Regions from separate parts of the Gossypium arboreum genome. Here regions 2 and 3 are each linked to region 1. A link is a contact called in public Hi-C data. All regions are on one chromosome and are shown on one strand. The core of a region is the stretch at or near the end of the contact, and the rest is flanking DNA. Distances in the headings are between cores, read along the strand shown.

What was found. A called contact is a pair of places that touch in the nucleus more often than the background predicts.
Region 2: a Hi-C map of leaf shows a contact between it and region 1, with 4 times the contacts expected there. The contact joins the promoter of LOC108467720 here to the promoter of LOC108467312 in region 1. A contact is called at or near these places in 2 of 5 Hi-C or Micro-C datasets (both in leaf).
Region 3: a contact with region 1 is called in a Hi-C map of leaf, with 3 times the contacts expected there. The contact joins the promoter of LOC108458181 here to the promoter of LOC108467312 in region 1. A contact is called at or near these places in 2 of 5 Hi-C or Micro-C datasets (both in leaf).

What each region holds. Positions count from the first base shown.
Region 1 is chr2:67,111,191-67,116,030 of ASM2569848v2, reverse strand. It overlaps LOC108467312 (F-box only protein 6), which reads right to left and starts at 2,462. Exons shown (of 2, transcript XM_017767937.2): 1 at 2,064-2,462. The coding sequence starts at 2,218.
Region 2 is chr2:67,831,493-67,836,332 of ASM2569848v2, reverse strand. LOC108467720 (nuclear transport factor 2B-like) reads right to left here and starts at 1,979. Exons shown (of 4, transcript XR_008278790.1): 1 at 1,582-1,979; 2 at 217-319.
Region 3 is chr2:66,553,077-66,557,916 of ASM2569848v2, reverse strand. It overlaps LOC108458181 (YTH domain-containing protein ECT2-like), which reads left to right and starts at 1,991. Exons shown (of 8, transcript XM_053024888.1): 1 at 1,991-2,353; 2 at 2,770-2,843; 3 at 2,993-3,122; 4 at 3,682-3,926; 5 at 4,063-4,572. The coding sequence starts at 2,311.

The DNA.
Region 1 (4,840 bases), core at 1,213-3,712:
AGAACTGTTATGCCACAAGAACTTGTATGCTCCAGCCATGACAAAACAGGTTTCCAAACATATGCACCTTATGCCACAACATCTTCATAATAATGCAAATGCACCTTACAATTTTCCTTACTGGCCTTTGCCAAATATTTTCATTAAAAAAGAATCTCAAATGAAACTTAGCAAGATAGATGTTGACCACCGAACTTCTTTGTTAGAAAAGCTTAATCACAAAACAAGTATTGGGGTAATAAAGAAATCATTTTTTTTAAATGTTATTTTCCATGAAACAGATAGAAGCTAACGTTCACCTATTTTTCATGATTAAATATGAAAGAAGATATGTGAACATTTTATATTGATCTTGACCAACTTCTCAAATTGCCTGATCACTAATATTGGACTATGTGGATACAAGGTACCTATCGTAGTTATGAAGAATACTAATTTTTCATTATTAACAGTTGAAAGAAGATATACTTGAAAAATACCAGTTACTCGCTCTTAGTCCTTAGAATGTCAGGAATAGAATACCTGATTAGTCTAGAGCAATTTCTAATAATTAATCTTGGTATAAATTTGGACCAAAACATCAAGGGACAGAATACAAGGTCAAGACCTTCAACTCAATTGCATCAGAATAATGAACATAATATTCATACTACACAACCCAATTTGTAATAATTGCATAAAGAGTGGTCAAACAATATAGAGACGTACAACTGGACCACGAAAAAGCCCTCTACAAAATTAGGTATACATGATTCTCACAATTCATTGAGATTGTTTTCACCAGTAAGTCTGTACTTTTTAGTCAGTTTTATGGATCCAGAATATGTGCAACAGGATGTTTAAGGTATCGTTTGAACAGAGTAAACTCAAATCATTGCACAGCCAAAGACCTCTATTCATCCAGCTATACCAACAGTATGTTGACAGCAATATCAATTAAATGCACTAATAATAGAAACTTTCAACCATACGCTCTGTTACATTGCCATGAATGCTTTTGCATAAAGAATACCCTGTAAAAGAAGACTGACAGAGAGAGAGAGACCTATGATGAATTATCAACAAGGGAATTGACAAATGAGCAAAGGCAAGCAGAGCATTATAAATTAACCAGAGAGCTAGGCCACTCAACATTCATTCATACAATCTTTAAGGAGAACTTCCAAGAGTAGTACAACAACTCTTTGTTACTCGAAACACCCAGGACGTTGTTGAATTAACTAGTAAATTAACTTTCTATTTTCCTTTTGCGTGTAGGAACGTGAAGGAAAATTGAAAGGAGCTGATTAGTCAGTGGACTAAAAATTAATCAAGAATTATAAGTTTAAGTTCATGTTCTAAGGAAATCATATAGTAAACAGATACAAATGAGATTCCATCTTCATAGTCAATCATAATCATGCTAATCAACTAAGAAGAAAGATATTCAAGCATCAATTATCAAAAGGCAATCGCCAACAAGTTCAAAATTGACCATCACAATATGTAAAACTTAAAAAAAAAAAAAACACAGCAGCATGAACACTTAATAAAGATGAGAGGAGGGTTTTGGGGGAGGGGACAAAGCAAACTGAAAATTGAAAAAAAGGGAAAGGAAAACAAAGGCAAAAAGGGGTAAAAAAAAAAAAGAAACTACATGATTGGAATACGATGAAAGATACATGCTGAAAACTAAAATTTTGAATGAACTTACTATTTTCGTCGAAAAGAGGTATAAAATAGTTTAGTAATGTAAAAAATGGCCAAAAATTCAAATGCAGTAAACATGCGAAATCCCCTGAAAATAAAAATTAACAAAACGGCAGTGGCATAACAGAAAATAAACAAAAATCTAAACAACGAGAAATGCAAGGAAGAGAAATTAACATTATCGGATAACAAAGGTAATCTACCATTAATCCACCTCATTACACTCCCCCCCCCCAAAAAAAAAAAAATACAGAATCCTAGATGAATAAATCTGACAAGAATTCAAAATTAGCACATAAAAAAAATGTGAGGCGAGAGAAGAAAAACAGAAAATTGAAGAGATCTATGTAAAGAGAGAAGGAAAGGAAACGAACCTGCGGTGGTGGTCGTGGAAAGGATGAGGCAGTTGGTGGAGGTGAAGAAGGTGAAAAGGAGAGGACGGAGGAAGCGGCGGAGGAGGAGAGCCGTAGAGATGCAAGAGGTCTTGAAGCTGACCGATGAGCTGCCTAAGCATGGCCAGCCCTTCCATGCCCCAATAACCCCTCCCCTACTCCAACACCACCAACAAAAAATGCTGCTCTCTTTCTCCCTTTGTTGAGAGTTAGCCAGTCATCTATTTACACGTCAGTGGCCATTATTACGATAATTTCTTGTAATAATTCTGACCCGCACGCAACTTTGTCATTGTAATGAATGATCCCACTTGATTTTCACTCCAATATGTATGTATGTATGCATCTACCTTCTTTTCCACTTTTCTCCTTTCTTTTCATTTTTGCCCTTTCCTCTTCTCTTGTATATAAAATATTTTTATTTGAATTAAATAATATAAATTTATTTTAACTTTTTGAATAATAAAGGTATATTCATAAGAATTTACTAGCATTGAAGTGAAAAGAAAAAGCCAAAAGATTTTAGATTTGGGCCTATAATCATTTTAGTATCCACCATACCCATCCATACTTATTTTTTCCAATTTAAGTTTTATTTTGATTATATTTTAAGTATGATTTGATTATTTCAGTGCATTTAGATTTATTGAATACTTATTTTTCGATCTTAAATTAATATCAAGTAATTTATGTTTCATTTTGATTATATTTTAGGTATAATTTAATTGTTTGGTACATTTAAATTTATTTAATCAAATATCGATTTGTATTGATGCGTACAAATTTATACTAGTTGATACAATTTTAATCTTTTCACCTTAATATAATTACATTTAAAAATAATATAATCATTTAATTAAAATTTGAAACCTAGGCCTTATTTTGATAATCAATTGAAAATATTAAATCAATTAAAATAAATATTTTTAGTGATTTAGCTTTTTAAGTACTTTTCAGAATCAATAATAATAATAATAATCAAATAATAGAAATTTTCAACTAAATTAGAAAGATATGTTTTTTTTAATTAGCCTTTTAGACCTTTTTTTAAATTAGGGAAATAGGTTTTTTTTAGAGGACGTGTTTTCCTTCAACGATCATTTTCCCAACAACTTTTTAAATATTGGTAACAGTAAAAATTTTAAGGGCTAACGGTAATTTTTTTCCTATAAATACAAAGCCATTTTTCATTTTTTCACTAAAATTCAACTCTCTGTATTCTCTCTAAACTCTCAACTCTCTCAATTCTCTCAATTTTCTCAAGTTTTGTTCTAAAATTTTCAATGCGCTTGTTTAAAAATATTATATTTTTATTTAATTTTTTCATATATTATTCGTTTCGATTAATTTTTCACGAATGGCAAGCCCTCTGATTCGTTTCGACGACAAGCACATTTTAGCTGCTCAAGCGATACTGGTAAGACAAAATTTTAAATTTCATTTTTTCAATGAAGTTAAATTTAAAGTTTTTTATTTTTTAAAATATTTTAAATTAATTTATTTTTCAATATAAATAGGCGAATGATCGTGTTTTGGAGGGGTTCATACATACCTTGTCAAAGAGCTCTAACATCGAAATTTGTAGTTACTTGTAAGACATATGATTCTTGCATGCGTCTCGTATACTTAGGGGCTACAAACTCGATCCTACACTCATTAGCACATTAGTGGAAAGATAGAGGCCCAAGACACACTCTTTCCATTTTTCATGCGTCAAGTGTACAATCACACTTTCTATTTTTCATGTGTCGGTGGTTGTCTGCTCCTGGTGCAATCATGGGTCTGGCGTAGGCTACCATTTCTACGTCCCTGGGTGGACGACCCATATATGTTCCCATTAGTGATGTAAAACCCCTTACCGTACCCGAGATTGGGACTAGGTACGAGGCGTTACCAGACATGTACTTGGACATTTTTGGAAATACGAGTTATAAAATTTCTTTCCAATTTGAAGCCAATCAAACAACATCTTAGTGTCCCTATTATGGGTTTACAGGGCCCAAAACATACATTGAAAATGGTCCGGAATCAAACCAAGAGCTTGAGAAAGTTCCTGGAAAATTTGCTAGGTTAAGCCTCACACGCCCGTGTAGAGATAATGGACACACCCGTGTGCTTTGGGACACGCCCGTGGCCTTTACCCGTGTGGAATTAATTGAATTTATTTCTCATTTCGAACCTACAGGGGTTTTCACACGGCCAAACACACGCCCATGTCCCTGGCCCGTGTCCTTCACACGGCCTAGACACACCCGTGTGGTCGCCCGTGTCCAAAAAATCGAGTATTCTATTAATGACGTCAGCATGCATTTAGGGACACACAGCCAAGACAAACGCCCGTGTGCTAGGCCGTGTCCGTCACACGATTGAGACACACGGCCGTGTCTCTACCGGTGTGTTTACTACCATGTATTCTGACTTAATATTTTTAGGTGCAGGGGACACACGGCCATATCACACGCCCATGGGGCGATCCATGTGTCACACATGACCTAAACATACGCCCGTGTATCTACCCGTGTAAACCTCGTTGTGCTATTTTCCAAGCCTTAGGTCACCCTCTAATAACCATATCCACTTATAGTTTTCAATAACACTTGACATGGTCTAATTATACTCTTAAATGACCTTAGTATGCCTCATTGCATGTAAACCTCGTCTCATTGGTTTTTATACATGCTAGGTTATCCCCTTTATATTAAGGATTTCCATGACTTGTAACTCAATTAAGCTTGGCTCGTTATCTTAACTCATTGCCA
Region 2 (4,840 bases), core at 730-3,229, 720 kb before region 1:
AACTAAAAACAAGTCTTTAATCAAACATCCAACATTCATCCAATTCAGAAGACTGCGTCCTCCACCAATCACAACAACGTCTCTGAAATATGGAGACTGGAATGGAAACCATCATACCCACCCACATAATTAAACCAAAAAATATTTCCATTTTTCATTTAAAATGTCTAAAAGATAACCAGATTTATAAATCCTTGAGATTTGTATTCCCATCACCTGATTAATTGTAGTGATTTCTGTTTCTTCACGCGTAGTTTAACCTGAATATGTCATTCAACACATAAAAGCTTCCTTGTGGTGTTGGCATCAAATGAAACATCTGAGACCAAAAGCAAACCCAAAATCACTCAGTTAATAAAGCTTGATGTCAAAATATCACAAGCAGTTCGTTGCAAATAAGCTCCTATACGTTTGTTACACCTAAATTAGCCTTTAACTTTCCAGGTTTTAGGTAAAAATCAATCTCTCATTTGAATATAGGCAAAAATCAAGGGTAAGAACTTGCATGAGGTATAAATACAAGTATTAAGGGCCTTCTTAAAAAAGTACTTTTTTCAGAGTTTAGCCATTAGATAAAAAGAGGCCCTTATTGCACAAAATTAAACAGAACGTTGAGCCATAAATACGTATCAAACTATATAAGTTTGCTCTACGAGAAAGCAAGGCATATAAGTCACAAGCAAAATCATCAATGTCTACAGTTGAGGAGAGATATCACTGGTTTTTCTTTTATATCATGCTCACGATAGAGTTGCCAAGAAACAACATTGAGAAGATGTTTGATAATCTTTCACAGTACGCAATGTGAGCACCCACCATCTATTTCTTATGCGAAAAATGTAATAGGCAAGCATAAAAGATTAAAATAAACAACCGAAGGCTTGCCTATGATAAAAAAACTTCAGGAACAAAAGAACTCTTGATTGCTACAATTATTTATAACACGTAAACATACAGACAGGAATCATAGACAATCTTACAACACTTATTTTAAAAATTTAATTAGATCCTTATTTTATCCAGATAAATAAATAAGAATATGGGGTAACGGTGATGTTTGTAATCTCAAAAAATCATCACAGACGATCATATAAGTCAACTCCATATGCAGAGCCACATAGGGCAAAACAAAATAAGAAATAGCAGGTGTTCCATCGGCAAGATGGTGGATCCAAAATATCTATATCTTTGAAAATTCATGACACAGTTTAATGAAATCGACACTGTTAATTATATCGAGTATATCATACATGTTTCCCTTATTAATTCAGTTATCAAAAGGAATGGAAAACAAGCGATCACTGAAATATAATGTAAACAGCAGAGAGTTTTATATGCATTAAACAGCCAATTCAATTCTTAGAATCCTGAAGAATAAATAAAAAAATTCAAGAGGGAGTTACAACAGATCAAAAACTCACTTAAAAGATCCATCACTAACAAATCGAATCGCGAAATTAATACCATCGATAACACCGATGAGATCAACAGTGTCACACAGATTAGCCTTAGATCGATCGCTCAAGTACATATAAAAAACCCAAAAAAACAAAATAAAACAAAAGATGCAAAGAGAGCTACCTGGCTAAACTTGAGAGCATGTTGTTCGCCGGCAAGTTGTAGTGTTCCAGAGACGAAAACGAGGACGCCGCCAGCGCCAGATGGCTGGCAATCGACGGTGGTAATATTGTGCTTGCACTGCTGGAAAGGAAGGCTGGTTAGCTTAGCGACAATGCTCTGAGAGCCTTGGATCTTTTGACCTTCAAAGGTCAACATGGAACGTTCCTGGTAGAGATTGGCTAAACCGGCCCGGTTCGCATCGAATGTGGAGTAGTAGTGATCGACAAAAGCCTTGGCTACAGCGTCTGGATCCATCGATTTTTCGTTTTGTTTATCAGAGTTTGAGCCGTCAACAGAGAAGGGCACTGACACAGGAATTAATAGGAGAGACCAGCCGAGCCCATCCAAAATTGTGTATTTATAGGAGGATTCATCTAGCGGCTGAATTTGAATCATAAAAATCTAAAGGACAAGGGGCTGCCAGCGTGTTCCTTCTTTCTTTTGGATCGTTTATACACCCGCTTTACTGTCTATCAATTAGCGGATCATTCTTTGCGTCAACCTAACGCAGCCCAACCGTTTTTCTTTTACCTAATTTTATTTGAAAGAAATTTTGAAATTATTTTTTTATTGAAAGAAGTATTATTTTTGGAGTAAGAAAAATATATGTTTTTATCTCTAAATTTTTGAAGTATATACTAGATTTTGTCACAGAGTAAAAATGTATGTAATAAATATAAAAATAATATATTAATAAAATTACTATAATTGAAATGGTAAAATTAAAAGATTAAATATCATAATATATTGACTTGTGATCTTATTATGCATAAGTATTTTTATAAAGTTTATACTGAAAAATAAAATTACTCTCAAAATAATAGCCATTATCTATTAAAAATTATATATATATATATATATATATTAGTAAATTTATTACTAAGTTGATAACTTAATTGAGGGTGACATAACTCTCTCATAAAGATCTAATAAAGAAAAAGAAAAGTTAAAAGAATGATTTTTACTTTTTAACAATTTGGGAATGAAAACTAAACTATCTTTCGACTTGAACATATTTTTAAAGAACTAAAAAAAATATAAAACGAAATGTTTTATAGCTTTAACAATTTTAAAAGAAACACTCAATTGTTTCAAAAAGTTTCAAAAGAAAACAAGCTTAAAGAAACTTTTAAATATAATAAGAGAAACAAAATTACCTTTCAAATTATATTTATTGCTCATTAAAATTATGAATTTTAGTAAATTCATTATTAAATTGATGATTCAATTGAAATTGACACTAGTTCAGTAAAATACTTAAATATAATAATAGATATTATTGTTTAAACCCTAAGTGAGTTAATGTCACAAGTCAACCAATCACTATGTCAATAATAAAAGTTAGGAAAATACTCTTCCATGTATAAATCAAGTAGAGTAAATTGCACCATATTTTCCCAAACTTAATTCTTACATTAAATTTGTCTCAAAACTTTAAATTACATCATCAAACTTTTGAGATTATATGAATTATATCATTCAATTATTAAAATCATTAATTTTATTATTAAATGTGATACATTAAATCTATCCTGACATAATTTAAAATTAAAAAACCTTAAAATGAAAAAAGGTTAAAAAAGTAAAAAGAAACGCAAAACCAGACAACTTTTGCCCCATAACTGTATAAATTAAAACTTAAAAAATAAAAAGTTAAAGATAAAGATAAAAAAATATAAGAGAGTTTTTTTAAGCTTCTACAAAAGCTTTAAATCTCTAAATCAATTGCAGTGCAAAATCGTGGTAAATTTAAAATGATGCCAAATCGTTTTGTGGGGTAAATGTTACACTCTGCACTTTCGGCTGTTAAATTTAAATGTGAGACATCATATTTATTATGAGAGTAACTCAAATTAATTTTATATTTAAGGTTTTATTTGTTTCACTGAAAATAATTTTAGAAAAATAATTTTGAAAAATAATTTATTTTTTAGAAAAGTTAATATTTTTGGTGTTTTGAAAGAATCTGTAAAATATTTTTTGTTATTTGGTAGATTTCTTAAAATATTTCATAAAGTTATTTTCAATTAAACAAACATACATATGAGATTTTCTTATTTTTTATTGTTTAATTGAATTTACTTTTATATATAATGTTATATTTTACATTGTTTTTGTATATATTAAAAATATTATGTTAAATTTACATTCATTACAACGTCATTTTTAATTACATGACTACTAAGTAAGTATTTTTATTTAAAATGTGACATCAACAAGTATTTTTATTTAAAATGTGACATCAACAAAATTGACAAAAAAAATTAACGATGTCAACAATTGCATTTAATTTTAAATTTGAAAAGTAAAGGACCAAATTCTTGAAAATAAAAGTACAAAGACTAAATTACAAATCTATGAAGTGTAAATAGACTTATGACATATTTTAACCTTTATACTACAAAACATTTATTATTAATATATTTGTAATTGTAATAAATATTTATTATTAAAATATTAATATTTAATATTTTCAATAATATGTGAATAATATTATTTTAAATTATTATTTTAAAATTTATTATTAAAATAAAATTGAAATATTAAATCATTTATTAAAATAATAAATTATATTTATTATATTAATAATTTATTATATGACTAAATATAAATAATTAAATATGTATGTTTAATAATATTGAAAAACATAATATTTTAAATATTTTTAAAATAAAAATTATTATAATATAATAATATTAAGCTTGATTTAAGTTAATTTTATATAAAATAAAATTATCTATAGATGAGTTTTTTTCGAAAATGATTTACGCTTTTCAAAGTGGTAAGTCATTTTACAAGAAAATGACTTATTTTACCTTGACCTGTTGTAATGACTTAAAATTCACGGGCATCGGAAAAGTACAATATCGGGCCTCTGTTTTAGTAAAATGGGTTCGTAAATAATTATTAGAAGTACTTGAGTCTAGTGGTGTGTATAATTAAATTTTGATTAAGTGAATTTAGCGTAATTAAGAGAAATCGGAAAAAAGGACTAAATTGAACAAGATGTGAAAGTCTAATTATAGATTAAAAGAAAATACGAGGATTAAATAAGAAATTAAGCCTATTCCATTAAATGAGGAGGCAAACAAAACAAAAATCTAAGATTTTTGTTTGTTTAATAAATATAAATAAATAGATTAGTTATAAATTTAATTATGTTAAATTATAATAATTATATTATAATTATATTATATTATATTATGAAATAAATAAAATA
Region 3 (4,840 bases), core at 742-3,241, 560 kb after region 1:
AAGTTCCCCTTTTGTTAAAGTGATTGTTTTGTCAATGTAATATAATTTATCGGTAACTATCATCAGGACAAGTAAGAAGTGTTACATTATTTTTTGCCATATCTTTGATTATTCTCGCAACCTTTGTAGGTGAATTACTTGATGGTGCCCTGATGGTGCCCTATTAGTTGCTACATCTAGATTACCTTTGATTGATTCTTTTAACCCAGTGTAGAAAGTCCAGATTTACAACCAATTTGGCACCTGATGGTGAGCACACTTCTTCTGCAAGTCCTTGAACCATTTATATTCCTTGTGTAATGTTGTCCAATCAGCTAGAAACTAAATACGTTATTATGCAATTTAGCTATCTTAAATGGAGGAAGAACTTAGCTAAGAAAATTTCCATCACTTGGTCCTAATTTGTAATAAACCCATATAATCAATACACAACTTTTCTAGTCAGGGAAGATGGATATTGTTTAACGGTTTTTTTAAGAAACATCATTTAACTTAAATATATTGCATAATTTAATTAACTTTTCCAAATGTTGATTGGAATCTTGATGAGAAAATCCAGAAGTATGCTTCAACCTTTTGGATAACCACTAGCTTGCTCTAAAAGTTGTTTACTTCCACCATCAAAAAGCAAATACTAGTTTGAGTGCTTTGACGTGAGATATAACATAATCTCTAGCAGACACCGAAGCAGTAGAAAGAGCTCATGCATTAGCATTAGCATTAGCATTCACATTGATGTCCCTTGTAATTAATTCCTCAAACTCAATGTCTAAATGAATGTTAAGTCTTCTAAGTCTTCATGAAACCTTCTCAGTCTCTAAATCTAGCAGGAATAATTCAAGATTTTGACTACTTGATCAAATATCACAAGTGCAAGTATACTATTGTAACAAGTAGTATGATATGATCGTTCCCACAAAGAGCTAATAATCACCAACTATTACTTTATATCCCATCAAAATAAATCGTTGATAGAATATTTTTAAAAACTAAATCTAGCAAATAAAATTAACAAAACAAATTAAAAGGAGTAGTTAATCAATATAAAAAAAAGTTAAAGATTACAATTTTATCCAATTTATAGCTAATTATTCTACTTCCACCTAATTTATTCTAACAAAGTTGAGTATTAAATTTTCTTTAACCCTTTTCGAGAAATTAAAATCTAACTTAATATAGTTACACAGGCATATTCCCATGCCAATAAATTAAATCAAATTGATTAAAATAAACTCTGACCTAAAATGTTTAGGTATATTTCTATTTCAATTACTATTAGATTAAAAGTTATTCATTGTTAACCTAAATCATAAAATCTTTTTCCAATATATTTTTGTCAAAAATAATAGTTGATTAGACTATTAACGATAAAATGTGGAATGAATAACTCCTCAAAACTGAGGAATGGACTAAACATGGAATTAGAAAAAAATTAATTGATGAAAAATTAAAAGCATCTCTAAATAGAAATCATGGAAAATAGAACATGAAAAATAAAAAAGAGATGAAGAAATTGAACCTTCTTACTAATTTAAATGTTTTTGGCTTTTAGATGAACAATTTTAATGTGAAAATATAAAATTACTCTTCTCATTTATATTGGGTATACAAATATAGAGGAATTTTAAATTACAAACATAATATATATTTGTAAAATTTATATTAAGTTTATAATTAAAATTTAAAATTTTAATATATATTAACAGATACACAATATATATTTAAATTTGAAAAAAATTATATACAGTTTTAAATCTAAAATATGAGTTATACATTCAAATAAAATTTTACTTCAAATTATTCAATAAAGGGTTGATGAGAATCCAAATTAAACTACAATAATTAATATTTAAAAACATATTTTGAGAGTATGATAAAAGTAATATAATAAAATCATTATATTATTTGAATAAATAGAAAACAAGGAATATGAAGGGAAAAAATTGGAGTAACGTAAAGTGACATAAGCGAAAAACTGCTATGGTAGGGGGGAGCAGGTGGACGAGTGGTGTCTTGCCAACTCTTCGGTACACGCAGATATTTCCTTCCTTCCCTTCCCTTCCCTCCCCCCCCCTCCCCTCTCCTTCATCACTCCCAATGCCCCCGCTTCTCTCTGCTTCTTAACACAACAGCTCTTCACCAAATTAACCCCCCAAAAAAAACAAAACAAAAATAAGCTTCCTTTCCAGAGCCCCTGCTCTCTCGAATCTCGATCTCCAACCCAAAATATTTCATCAAACCAAAACTTATCTTTCAATTCATTATTATTATTATTATTATTAAAACTTACATTTTGTTCGTCTGTAATTTATGCCAATGGCTCACCAAACTTCTGATCGAATGACCTCTACTGGTACGTCGCCGTTGAATCATAATTCCGTAAACCAACAAACAAAAATTGAAATATGAGATATGATTTATGTCTTCTTTTTTAGGCTGTAAATTTTCAATATAGCTCTTTGGTTTTTTTTGATGTGTTCTTGTTTGATTTTATGGAAGTATCGAATGAGAAATGTGGAATCTATTGCGAGATTGTTTTGCTGGTTTCTTTTATTTATTTAAAGGATATTATTGGAGATGATCGTAGACATAATTAGCGTTTGGCAACAAATAGTATCATCGCGTAACCATAATTGTTCGACAGTTATGATCTATTCTTATGTGTTTATGTTTTCAATGTTTGACGTACTTGTTTACTTACATGCTGCACATTATTGTTCAATATTTGTTGGTTAATCAAAGATTTTGACAATGGTTTTGGAATTCTAGACTCGGCAGAGGTTTTCAACGTTATGGTTCTGGATAGCAACATCCTTTCTAACCCGAACGCTTTGACTAATAAGGTATATTGTTGCTTGCATTGCTTCATTTTGTTGGTTGCCTTGATTAGATTGATATTGCCATTGTTTTAAACCGCTGCGCTCTGCTGACAACTGTTGTTTATAATTGATCATTACTTAGGATGTTGTTATTTGTTCATTTATTTGCACAGGATTTGATAGCTGTTGGTTCCTTGAGGGATGGTTCATCCCATCAGTCGGGATTCATGCCATCTGTTGTTGAGTCCACGACAACCTATTTGCCGAATGCCTATTCTCCTGAGGCACAGTTCCATCAAGAAGGTTAGTTCCTCTGCATTTGTCATATAAAACTTTATCTTGTTTCTGTTAACCTAGTTTCTGATTTCATGTATGTTAAAATATATGTAGAAATCTAGATTAATGGTGTATCAGTATAAGGTTTACAACTTGGATATTTCTTAGGGAACTGATATTCATTCTTGTGCTGATTGGAAGGGTAACTTATTTTGCTGTAAGCAATTCATCTTGTAAATATTTTTTTCCACTTTCTGGTCAAAGTGAAATTAAAAAGATTCAATATTTGACTTCTAATCTATTTGATGTGGGGAACATAGCGGTGGTATTTGAAGATAGAATCTACAAACCTTATGGCAGAAGAACTTCTTTGTATGATTACATTGTGGTTCCTTCGTAGTATCAATAACTGATCTTTGATTTACAGAATTTTTTCATGTTGGCTTATGATTGAATTAGAAGTTTTATCAAATTGTCTCCAAGTCTATACTGGACTTATGTTAATAGTTGCATATCATTTTTAATGTTTGAGGTTGATGTTTTTCCTGTTAGTATTAAGAAACAATAATTTTTTTTCCTTTTTTAGATTCCACTGAAGGTGATTCTAAATTGGATGTGAGGCATGACATGCAATTTTATGGGCTACGGTTGCTTAGGCAGCTAGTTAGCACGGTTGTGGCTGGCAGAATAAGCTTTTTGTATGGCACATTATGCTCTTTCTTACTTTGCTCATTACTCATGAAGTTTTCTCTATGCTTTTGGAATGCAGCTCATAAACAGAGTTCATTGCTTCCATATGTTAATGCTGAGGGTTTGGACAATGGTTTTCATGTGTGTAAACCTACTATCTTTTCCAATCATTTATGATAATTACTATTTGTTTCATTTACTATTATTACTATTTGTTATTTTCTTTCCTTCTATGAATATGTCTTACAAAGGCGTTACTTTTGTTTACCTTACCCAGGACATTTACAATGAAACTGCATCTCTTGGGTTTCATGGTCTTGGGCATAGTCCACAAATGCAACAAAGAGCTTATGCTCCGGTTTCATCTTATCTGCCTCCTGTTGGGGATCCTATCGGGCTGTCCAATGCAAGGCATTTCATCACCATAGATTCATCTTATCACCAGCCATCAGTTTCCCGAAATATTCCACATGTTACTTCAAAGGCCCAGTTTTCTCATTTAGAGTGTCCTGTAAATATTGAGCAACAATTGGTTGGAAAAAGATTTGGGCTGGGAACCAATTACCTTCCTCAGTCAGGATCATTTGATGGAGGAAGAAACTTCTTTGGAAGCTCCAGCAGTCTTTGCTCTTCATACCAAGGGTCTGATGGTTTTGCGGTTGGTGGATTCTGCTCAGACTGGTCAAAGCCTTTTAGTGGGAAGAGTTCTCTGTTTCGTCCCTCATATGCACCAGCTTCTCCAAAACGGGTTGGTTCACTAGAGTTTTCTTCAAACGACCCTGCAATGGTTAGTTCTTTTCCTATCACATATTTTAGGTAGATGGGAAGCTAGCCTTTTTATTTTCTTTTATTTTTCAGATTAGATGGCCATTGAAAATTTGGAAACATAAATTCCATATTTCCTAGCAAGTATTTTTGGCAAAAGGAAAAGCTATATCATGATTGGAGTTGGGCTTGCAGCTAAGAATGGTTATAGAGCTTCTCCCCTCTCTCTCTTTCTCTTTAGGGGTGGAGTGGAGGTGTTAAAGAGGTCATTGAACTTTAGTCTTGTTTGA